Linked DNA regions of Delphinus delphis: region 1 is linked to region 2. Evidence: chromatin contacts called from public Hi-C data. All regions are on one chromosome and are shown on one strand. The core of a region is the stretch at or near the end of the contact, and the rest is flanking DNA. Distances in the headings are between cores, read along the strand shown.

The links. Hi-C and Micro-C count contacts between places; a contact is called where the count stands out from the background.
Region 1: a contact with region 2 is called in a Hi-C map of lung, with 6 times the contacts expected there. The contact joins the promoter of RNF130 here to the promoter of RUFY1 in region 2. A contact is called at or near these places in 2 of 3 Hi-C or Micro-C datasets (lung and muscle).

What each region holds. Positions count from the first base shown.
Region 1 is chr3:18,994,227-18,999,311 of mDelDel1.2, reverse strand. RNF130 (ring finger protein 130) reads left to right here and starts at 1,885. Exons shown (of 8, transcript XM_060008249.1): 1 at 1,885-2,224. The coding sequence starts at 1,978.
Region 2 is chr3:18,499,365-18,505,067 of mDelDel1.2, reverse strand. RUFY1 (RUN and FYVE domain containing 1) reads right to left here and starts at 1,784. Exons shown (of 18, transcript XM_060008225.1): 1 at 1,472-1,784. The coding sequence starts at 1,760.

The sequences.
Region 1 (5,085 bases), core at 636-3,135, 490 kb before region 2:
ACATTGCTCTAGATGCTGGTGCCTGCTGAAGCTGTGTACGAAGACCTCATCCCACTTTGTTTGAAGGGGGATCATGTTAAAAGCACTTTAGATCCAACTTTCTCCTTGACAAATTCAGAAGGGCCAAAAGAGAGCTTGAAAGGACCTGCTTTCTCCCCAACTGACTTAACAGGGTGGTGTCTGTGCGTCTCTGTAATTGTTTCTTATGCCAGGGGGCAGGAGCACCCCACACTGTGAAACACCCTTGTAAGGACAAGGTAGTAGGGGGCATGAGCTTTTCAAGCAGGGGCAGGCCACAACATGTTAAGTAATAGGAGCAGAGTAAGAAGACCCCACCACAAAGAGCCCTACCATGTAGGCCCGAAGAGGCCCAGGACTGTTTGGAAAGGGAATTCCTAGGTCTCAGGTGCCTGAGCAGAGGTACCTTGGTTCCAAGGACTCCTTGCCCTGTGAGAGGGGTCCAGCTGTGAGAGGGCCAGAGCAGATCCCTCTTTCAGTACAGGGCCTAGGATGGTGGCCTGGTTACTTCCTGTATGCAAGTAAATAAAACGCAGTCTCAGGACAGGACATGGACTAGACAAACAAAGGTAGTGGGGATGGAAGGGAAGGAATTGGAGGGAGAAATTGTTAAGAATGTCGATAAGAAGGCACCAGTGGACATCTGATGTGTTGGCCTGCACTACATCCATACCCTTTCCCTGGAAACTGCGCCTCAGCTTTCCTTCGGAATGCTGCCTCTCTCTGGGATTCGCAGTACAGTTGGTTGAGCAAGGATGACTTCCACCCCCTTTCCACTATAGGAGGCAGGAGATCCAGGCCTGGCTAGTCAGAAGATGCCATCCTTCCTCCCTGCTTCATGGCAATGATGAGTATGCTGCCCAAAATCATATAAGCTCCTGAATTCAGCTACACCCAAATCTAGACTCACCCTTCCCTTTCACTTATGCTTTAGAAGGGTGCACAGCTTAACTGATATGGTGTGTGTGTATGTGTGTGTGTGTGTGTGTGTGTGTGTGTGTGTGTATAGGGTAGTGTGTGTGCTGGGGGGTCTGGGGTGGGGGGAAAGTCTCACCACAGTCTCCACCTTGTCCAAGGGACTCTGGAGGTTTCATCTAGTCTGTAGGGGTCCTTCCTAATGACTCAGATGTCCTTAAAGATCCGGGCCTAGTGAGGCCTTGTACTCTTATTTGCACAGACGCATTCTCCCTCCTGTGATGCCAATTATATGACTTGGAGTTGACCAGTTGAAATGTGTAATCCCATTGACATTTAATCTTTAAATTAATTTTAAAGTTTTAGCTCTTTTTCTTTTGTAACCTCATCTCAAACTCTTCCAGAGGCCCTTGGAAAGCACCCGGGCTCTAGATCCTAGGCGCATCACGCCTGACGTATAAACACGTCCGGGCGCGGGTTAAGAAAGCGCCGGGGCCTCCTAGGGCCCTCGTGCAGGCGGGCGGGAGCGGACAGGCCCTCGTACGCATGCGCGTGGAGGCGGGGCTGAGCCCCAAGCCTGCGCCGTGCCACCCGGCTGACAGTGGGCGGGGCGGTGGCGAGCGCGCGCCTGAGGCAGCAGCTCGGCGACCGGGACTTTGTGCTCTAGAGGCCCTTCTTCGGGCGCATCTCCCACCTCTGTCGTGTCCTTGCGAGGCGCCCCCACTCGGCGGGACCGGCCCCGGGGAATGGAGAGGGCCCGCCCCCATGGCCCTGGAGGGACCCGGAGGAGACTATCGCGCGCGGGCTGACCCGTCGTCCTCGCCGAAGGGGCCCATGGGCGCGTCCCCGCGGGCGAGCCGCGGACGTGAGGGCGGCGAGCAGCAGGGCCGCGGCACCGAGGAGGGCCGTGCTCGTGCCCGGCCCTGCACCGGCCGCGCGCGTGCGCTCCCGCAGCCGCGGCGGCCGCGCCCGCGCCGCCTCTCGGCGCCGGCCCGGGAGCCCGGTCCGAGAGCAGCGGCGGCGGCGGCGGCAGCCGGAGGGACGATGAGCGGTGCGGCGCGGGCGGGCCCGGCCCGGCTCGCCGCGCTCGCGCTGCTGACCTGCAGCCTGTGGCCGGCGAGGGCAGACAACGCGAGCCAGGAGTACTACACGGCGCTCATCAACGTGACGGTGCAGGAGCCCGGCCGCGGCGCCCCGCTCACATTCCGCATCGACCGCGGGCGCTACGGGCTCGACTCGCCCAAGGCCGAGGTCCGCGGTCAGGTGCTGGCGCCGCTGCCCATCCACGGAGGTGAGTGCCTGGCAGCGGAGAGAGAAGCCGTGGCGAAGCGGCGGGCGATGGTCCCCGGTCCCTGGCCCCGCGGGAACCGCAGCCTGGGCGCGGGGGCGGCGGGCGCGGCGCCCCCACCCCGGCCCGGATTGTCGCGCAGCTCGGCGGGCGGCCCCAGGGTCGAGGTTCCCGTCGTGTGCACCCCCGCCTGCTCACTCCTGGGATGAGGCTTCAGACGCGTTGTTGGGTTCTTCTTTTGAGAAAGACTTAGAACGTTCCTTTTTGGTTTAGTTAGCTTGTTTACAGGAAGGCATTGAACTGCGAGTTTGCAGGGACAGCTCAGACAAAGGAGGTGGTGGAAGAGCGCAAAACTAGTTCATGATGGATGAGGTCTTAACCTGTATTTTGGAATCCGCAGGTTCGTTCCCGAAGTCACAGACTTAGCGCTGCATTGAATCTCAAAGGATGAGGCCCTTTCCTAATGTAGAGGCGTGCCGTTTTTCTTAAGTGGCAAGTGAGAGGAGGGTGGAGGAGAAAAATGGGCATCTTCCCTGTTGCTTTTGGCTGTTACTCTGCCCCACCAGCTTTACTGTAATTTGACGCCTGAAAATCACACGTTATGAAGAATCCAATACCAATTGGAACCTGTAGGCAAGTCTTCAGGTCACGGGAGTCTACCAAAGGGGAAATAGGTAAAATTTTCGAGAGTTGTCTCTGAAGCGTTTGGCTTAACCTTACGTCTTCCTATTATCGTAGGCTCTGTTTAATTATTTGGTATAAAGCATATATTTGTATAAATTTCTGGCCATGTTTTAAAGGAAACTTTTCCCACACTGTGGAGTATGATTTTGTTTTTTGGCCCACAGCAAACTTTTTGGAAAAATGCCTACTATTCTTCTCAACCTCCACCCACTCTCACCCCGAGAATGCTGAGAGGGGACTCTTTTAAGCTGCTGTTCATGTTAACATGACCTAAACTAGGCAACCTAAATAAGGTAATGGTGTTTGGTTTTATACTCTAAAATATTAAAACATCATGCGCCTTCTGAGATCTGTATTTGAATGCTAACGTGCTAAGCTGTTTTCTTCTTTGAGGCAATCTAGCTGAGGAAGAAGAACCAGGTAAGGCTTTGACTGTAGCCTGTCCCCAGTTTACACCTGCCTTTTAAAAGTTCATTTTTACACCAGTAATCAAGTGTTAGGGTACACTTCTCATCTCCACTTTGTTAAAAAAGGCAGTTAGGGTCCCACCTTGCCCACAGAAACAACTTTGGCCTTTGGTTCATTCAGTAAATATTTGCCTGCTTGTTCTGTGCCAGTCACTGTGGTTGGGACACATAATGTTGCCAAACTATGGCACTGACAATGGTAGTCTATTTTCTGGTACTGAGATCTGTGAGGGTCACGTGGAAGGGGAGGAAGAGGAAGAGAGAGAGGCAAACTGTTCTAGAGCAAGAGCTGGCCCTGTGCAGTATTTTGAAATCTGTGGTTTGCTTTGGGGCTTGATTCCCCCAGGCACCCCAAATACATGATCCTCATTTTAGATACTTACCTCATAAGTGATCCATGTTCTGAAACTACTTGTTGCTTGCCTGTCACCCCAAACAAAAGCTCCACCTTTAAGAAAACTTGTTTTAGGTGTTTGGATAGAAAGGTATTGGGCACTGATGTGTGGGTAAAGGTTAGTCCTAGTCCCCTGTCAACGAGGTGGTAGCATTAAAGGATTAAAGGTTCTGAGTCGTGCTGTACATAAACTGTGTGACACTGGGAAAGTACTTTGTGACTCTAAGAAAGTAATTCGGCCTTTTAGCCTCAGTTTCATCTGCAAAGTGGAATGGTGAAATGTTTACACCATAAGGTTATTGAGAAGTTTAAATGATTCCTGCATTCTTACAAGAGGAGATTTGTTAACCTAAATTAATCTCTAAATTGGTGGAGTTTAAACACGGCATCAATGTGAATACATTGGAGCAGTGTGTGGAAACTGAGTCTGCAGTCAGTTCCCCTGAGTGTCTGTCTTCTCTTCCTGTCCTCTGTTCTCTAGAGGCTCAATTTGTATCTGCACAGCATGAGATTGCTCCATGTTTTCTCATGGTGTTGGTGGGATCCTGCAGGTTTGGGTCTGGCTTTGTACTAAGGGGTCTGCACACATAGGTTCTTTCAATCCAGCAAATACTAATTGAAAACCTACTGGTACCAGCCACCATCCAAGGCACTGGGGCAGAGGGAGGGGCCACAGCAATGAACAAAACAAATCTCTCTCCTCTTCCTGAATCTCACAGTATAGTGGCGGTTTTTATGTCAGTTTACCTGTAAATTGTTTCTAAACCGATGGATTAACATGAAATCTAAGACATTTTTGTGCTTTTGCAGCAGGAATTTAGGATGTATTTTATTTTTGTTTTTTTTTGTTTCATGGTTTTTTTGGCTGCACCATGCACTTGCAGGATCTTTAGTTCCCTGACCAGGGATTTGCAGAGTCCCAACCACTGGACTGCCAGGGAAGTCCCAGGAATGTATTTGAAAAACAAGAATTGTGGTAGAAATCTCTGAAAACTTTTCCTGTTTAAGAAAATGGCTTATGTCAATTATACCGCAAATAAAAAAAGAAAGAAAACGGTTTAAAATTTGAGTAATATTTGGGTATTTCACATTATGATATTCTTGATTTAGTGAGTCTCAAATTTTTGTATTTTTAGAAAAAATTATGCATTCCTTCTGACTCTTAAGCTCTTATAATTTGATTCTTAACAAGTTTATTGAAGATTTACTGGGTGTTGACACTGAACAAAGTGATGTTCAAATTACAAAAAACAGTTATGAGACAGAATTCCTGGCAAAAAAAACAGCTGTGGTCAATAGATGGGAAATTAATGAAAATT
Region 2 (5,703 bases), core at 535-3,034:
CATTGATGCGTGTAAAGGTAACGAGCTAGTGGCAACTAGATTCCTGAGTTAAACAGGCTCCTTCGTTACCTTCTAGTCTACTTTCTATCGCCAAAGAAATATTGTTTTCTATCTCGTCAGATTTTAAACTTTCCTCAGTAATCTTCCTTAACCAATGAAACTGTCACAATCCACTATCCTTGTGCCAGTGCTGACTTCTACATCAAATATACATTGGACAGGATGGAATCAAGAAACCTCAAAGGCAGGGACTTCCCTGGTGGTCCAGTGGTAAAGAATCTGCCTTCCAATGCAGGGGACGCTGGTTGGATCCCTGGCTGGGAACTAAGATCCCACATGCTACGGGGCAACTAAGCCCGCACGCCTCAATGAGAGAGCCCCCATGCTGCAAACCACAAAGCCCAGGCACCCTGGAGCCTGCGCGCCACAACTAGAGAGAATCATGTGCGCCTCAGTGAAGATCTCAAGTGCTGCAACTAAGACCTGACGCAGCCAAAAAAATAAAGTAAAATAAATATTAAAAAAGAGTACTTGTTAAAAAAAAAAGGAACCTCAAAGGCACACTATAATATAATGCTTCTTAGAGAGCACTCCACAGTCTTTAGTGAACTCTGCCCCACAGCACTTTGTGTGATGAAAATGTTCTCACTGCACAATCCAATACAGTAGCCACTAGCCACGTGTAGACTACTGAGCACTTCAAATGTGGCTGTTGTGACTGAGGAACTGAATTTTTAACATTTAAACATCACATGTGGGTAGTGGCTACTGTATTGGTTGGCACAGCTCTAAATATCTGGCTTTACAGGGCTAAGTCACACTCTAAATATCATAATCATTTAATGTTTCCGTTCTCACTCATTTGCTAAAACTCTGTTATAGATGACAAAGGCTTAAAAGGACTATAAGAGATCATTGGGTGAACCACAAAATTCCTATTTAACAGGCTGGGAAATGTGATGACTTTTCTGCATGACACAGCTAGTTGGTTGTAGAGCTCACCTGGAACCCTCACCCCCTTAATTCCGCCTTGGTGCTTGGACTCCCCGGTGAGTCGGGATGCGCCGTCAACAACTGGAGGTGTGAGCCAGGATGGCATTTTGAGATTTAAAGCAGAGAACAGTACGGTTTCATTTCTTAAGTAAGTCCTTTAAAAATTAATAAGGACTACCTAAGCTTAAACTCGTACATTTTAAAGTATAAAGTTCACCAGTGAGAATAAGAATGCTGCCTGGGGAACACAACTAGAAGTGAAGTCGCCCCGATCTCAGTCCACCCACGTCCACGTATTTATCTCGGCATGGATACACGGTATAAAGAAAACAGACGAGTAGTTAGGCGAGTTAACAGGATGTTTTTTTAACAACCTAACAGGCTGAGTCGGTTAAGCGCCCTTGCCAGCCTGGCTCCCACAGTAAAACGACCACCCGTCCCACAGAAAGCTCGTAGGTCGCGCCCAGCCGAAGCCTACCTGCGCGCGGCGCGCCGTCCGCGCCGCCCGCGCCGCCGTCCGCGCCGCCCAGCCCAGCGGCCGCGCGCAGCGCGCTGCCGCAGCTCGCCGACAGGTTGCCAGTGGCCCTCCGCGCCAGGGTCAGGATGAGCGCCGACCAGCCTTCCGCCGCCGCACGCGGCTTCGCCACCCTCCGCAGTTCGCCTGGGCCCGGCAGCTGGCTCCGGTCCACGATCTCAAACTCTTCTCCCGGCTCCGGCTCCGGCTCCGGCTCCTGCCCCGCCCGGGACCGGTCTTCCCCGTCGGCCATCTTGGTTTTGTCACGTGGCCCCGGCAGGCAGCGGACTCGGCGCGGGCGGGCGCTTCGCCCTTGCTGCTAGTTTTTCGTGTTCGCGACGGGCTTTCCTCTTTATCGCCCTCCTTTCTTTTCTGTCATTTTAAAAAAGTTCGGGAAAGTGCAAATCATAAGGAGCACCTACGTTCTCATCACCTGGGAGGACTTGTTTTCGTGGAAGTTATTCTTGGGCTTTCTCCTTTTGTTGTGGTGCATCCAACCTGGCTTGGGCACAGCCCACGTGGCCGTAGTTTTTTTTGTGTGACACTATTTCCTCTTTTTCATTTTCATTTCATACTTTACTTCTCCTTAGTGATTTTTCTGCAGCAGTTTTCAGAACAAGCCCTAAAAGAGCGGGTAACGAAACTGGGGGACAGGTGAGGCAGGAAAGCAGGACTTTTTTTTTTAATAACTAAAATCTACAACTTGGCAGGAAAGAGCACACTATGGTGGACTGGGAATCAGAAGATCCGGACTCTGCTATTAATTAGTTAAATGGTGGTAATAATAAAAATAATAAAACCAATTAAGTAAGGAGCACATGGCAGACGAGAATAATTGTGATGACTATCCGTTACTCAACTATGTGGCTTGGGCCAGACGCTCGCAGCAACTAGAGAAAGCCTGTGGGCAGCAGTGAGGACCCAACACAAACAAAAATTAAAAAAAATAAAAAAAAATTTAAGTTGCAGATATTTAGAAATCAAAAAATTTTTACATTAAAATTTGGATATTGGCCTTCTCTTGAGACATAAGAAGTCTTTTGCAACTCCGTATATTCTCTGATGGCAACAAACTGGTGGATTGGATGTTGGCTGCCATTTTTAAAAAAATTTTTTTAATTAAAAAAATTTTTTTATCAGAGTGTAGTTGATTTACAATGTTGTGTTAGTTTCAAGTGTACAACAAAGTGATTTAGTTATACATATATGTATTCTTTTTCAGATTCTTTTACAATTTAGGTTATTACAGAGTATTGAGTAGACTTCTGGTGCTATACAGTAGGTCCTTATTGATTATCTATATATAGCATTGTGTATATATGTTAATCCCAACCTCCTAATTTATTCCCCCCCTTACCCTTTGGTAACCATACTTTTTTTTTTGTTTGTTTTTTTAAATTTATTTTGGCTGCGTTGTGTCTTTGTTGCTGCATGTGGGCTTTCTGTAGTTGCAGCGAGTGGAGGATACTCTTCATTGTGGTGTGTGGGCTTCGCATTGCGGTGGCTTCTCTTGTTGCGGAGCACCTCTCGGCACGCGGGGCTTCAGTAGTCACAGCACGCCGGCTCAGTAGTTGTGGCTCATGGGCTTAGTTGATCCGTGGCATATGGGATCTTCCTGGCCCAGGGGTCGAATCCATGTCCCCTGCATTGGCAGGCAGAGTCTTAACCATTGCGCCACCAGGGAAGTCCCCATAAGTTTGTTTTCTGACTCTGTGAGTCTGTTTCTATTTTGTAAATAAGTTCATTTGTATCACTTTTTTAGATTTCACATGTAAGTGATATCATATGATATTTGTCTTTGTTTTACTTCAATTAGTATGATAATCTCTATGTCCATCCATGTTGCTGCAAATGGCATTATTTTATTTTTATGGCTGAGTAATATTCCATTGTATATATGTACCACATCTTCTTTATCCATTCATCTGTCGATGGACATTTAGGTTGCTTCTATGTCTTGGCTGTTGTAAATAGTGCTGCAATGAACATTGGGGTACATGTATCTTTTTGAAGTATGGTTTTCTCCAGGTATATGCCCAGGAGTGGGATTGCTGGATAATATGGTATTGGGTTGGCCAAAAAGTGCCTTCGGTTTTTAAGTAAAAATAAAAGACACTTTTTTAATTTTCACCAAGAACTTTATTGAACAATATATTCACCCGTTTGTTCCACTACCCTCTGCCATTTTTCAGGCAACTTCATAATTCCATCTTCCCAAAACTTTTATCTTTTTGAGCAAAGAACTGTTCCAGGTACCATTTACAGTCTTCCAGGGAATTGAAATTTTTTCCATTAAGAGAATTTTGTAAAGACCGAAATAAATGTAAATCCGAAGGTGCAATGTCTGGTGAATACAGCGGATGGATCAGAACTTCCCAGCCAAGATGTGACAGTTTTTGCCTGGTCATCAAAGAAACATGTGGTCTTCCATTATCCTGATGGAAGATTATGAGTTTTCTGTTGACTAATCCTGGATGCTTTTCGTCGAGTGCTGCTTTCAGTTGGTCTAATTGGGAGCAGTACTTGTTGGAATTAATCGTTTGGTTTTCCAGAAGGAGCTTATAATAGAGGACTCCCAATCCCACCATATACAAAACATCACCTTCTTTGGATGAAGACCGGCCTTTGGTGTGGTTGGTGGTCGTTTATTTCACTTGCCCCACGATCTCTTCCAATCCACATTATTGTACAGTATCCACTTTTCATCGCCCTTCACAATTTGTTTTAAAAAACAGAACTTTTCCATTATGTTTAAGTAGAGAATCGCATGCGGAAATATGGTCAAGAAGGTTTTTTTCGCTTAACTTCTGTGGAACCCAAACATCAAAGCGATTAACATAACCAAGCTGGTGCAAATGATTTTCAATGCTTGATTTGGATATTTTGAGTAGATAGGCTGTCTCCCGCGTGGTATAATGTTGATCTCAGTTAATGTCTCGATTTGATCGCTATCAACTTCAACTGGTCTACCTGACCGTGGAGCATCGTCCAGTGAGAAATCTCCATCATGAAACTTCGCAAACCACTTTTGACATGTTCGATTGTTTCGAATGAAGTTAAAGACAACTAAGTGCTACTAGAGCCATCTTACAGAAAAAACTGAAAGAACATTTTGGCCAACCCAATAGCTCTATTTTTAGTTTTTTTAAGGAACCTCCATACTGTTCTCTGTAGTGGCTGTACCAATTTACATTCCCACCAACAGTGTAGAAGGGGGTTCCCTTTTCTCCACACTCTCTCCAGCATTTATTGTTTGTAAATGCCTGCCCTTTTAGAAGCCAGGTCCTTCTGGCATCTTGGTCTAGCTCCTTTAACTAGTTTTTATGATCTGTCTGGTCCCTAGAGGCCAGTTATTTTCTGTGGGGAGAGTGGGGTGGGGAGTGACTGAGGAATTTGTGGGCTTGCTGTTTGAATTTTCACAATGTTTGAGGGGATGCTACTAGTCTTTACTGGAATAGGGTAGACGGGGTATTAGGTAGTCTGGAAGAACTGTCTGGATCCTTCATTACTTTACAGTGTCGCTGGACAATCATGTAGGTGAAAAGCTTGTTTATAATGATCAGAGGCTGGAACCTAATTCCATTTTGCATAAAAACATAAACTTTTTGGGGGGAGTAGTTTTAATATTCTGTCGGGCTAGGTTATGCTGCAGTAACAAATAACCCCCAAATCTTCGTGGTTTAACATAACAGAAATCTTTTTCTTATCGAGATATTGAATATAGTTTGCTGTGCTATACAGTAAATCATTGTTATTTATCTGTTTTATATATGTAATGTGTATCTGTTAATCCCATACTCCTAATTTATCCCTCCTCCTGCTTCTCCTGTGGTAACCATAAGTTTGTTTTCTATGTCTGTGAGTCTGTATTTGTTTGTACATAAGTATATTTGTACTATTTTTTAGATTCCACATATAAGTGGTATCATATAATATTTGTTTTTCTCTGTCTGACTTACTTCACTTAGTATTATAATCTCTAGGTCCATCCATGTTGCTGCAAATGGTAATATTTCACTCATTTTTATGACTGAGTAATATTCTATTTTATATATATATATATATATATATATATATATATATATATATATATCACATCTTCTTTACCCATTCATCTGTTGATGGACACTTAGGTTGCTTCCATGACTTGGCTATTGTAAACAGTCCTGCTATGAATATGGGATACACGTATCTTT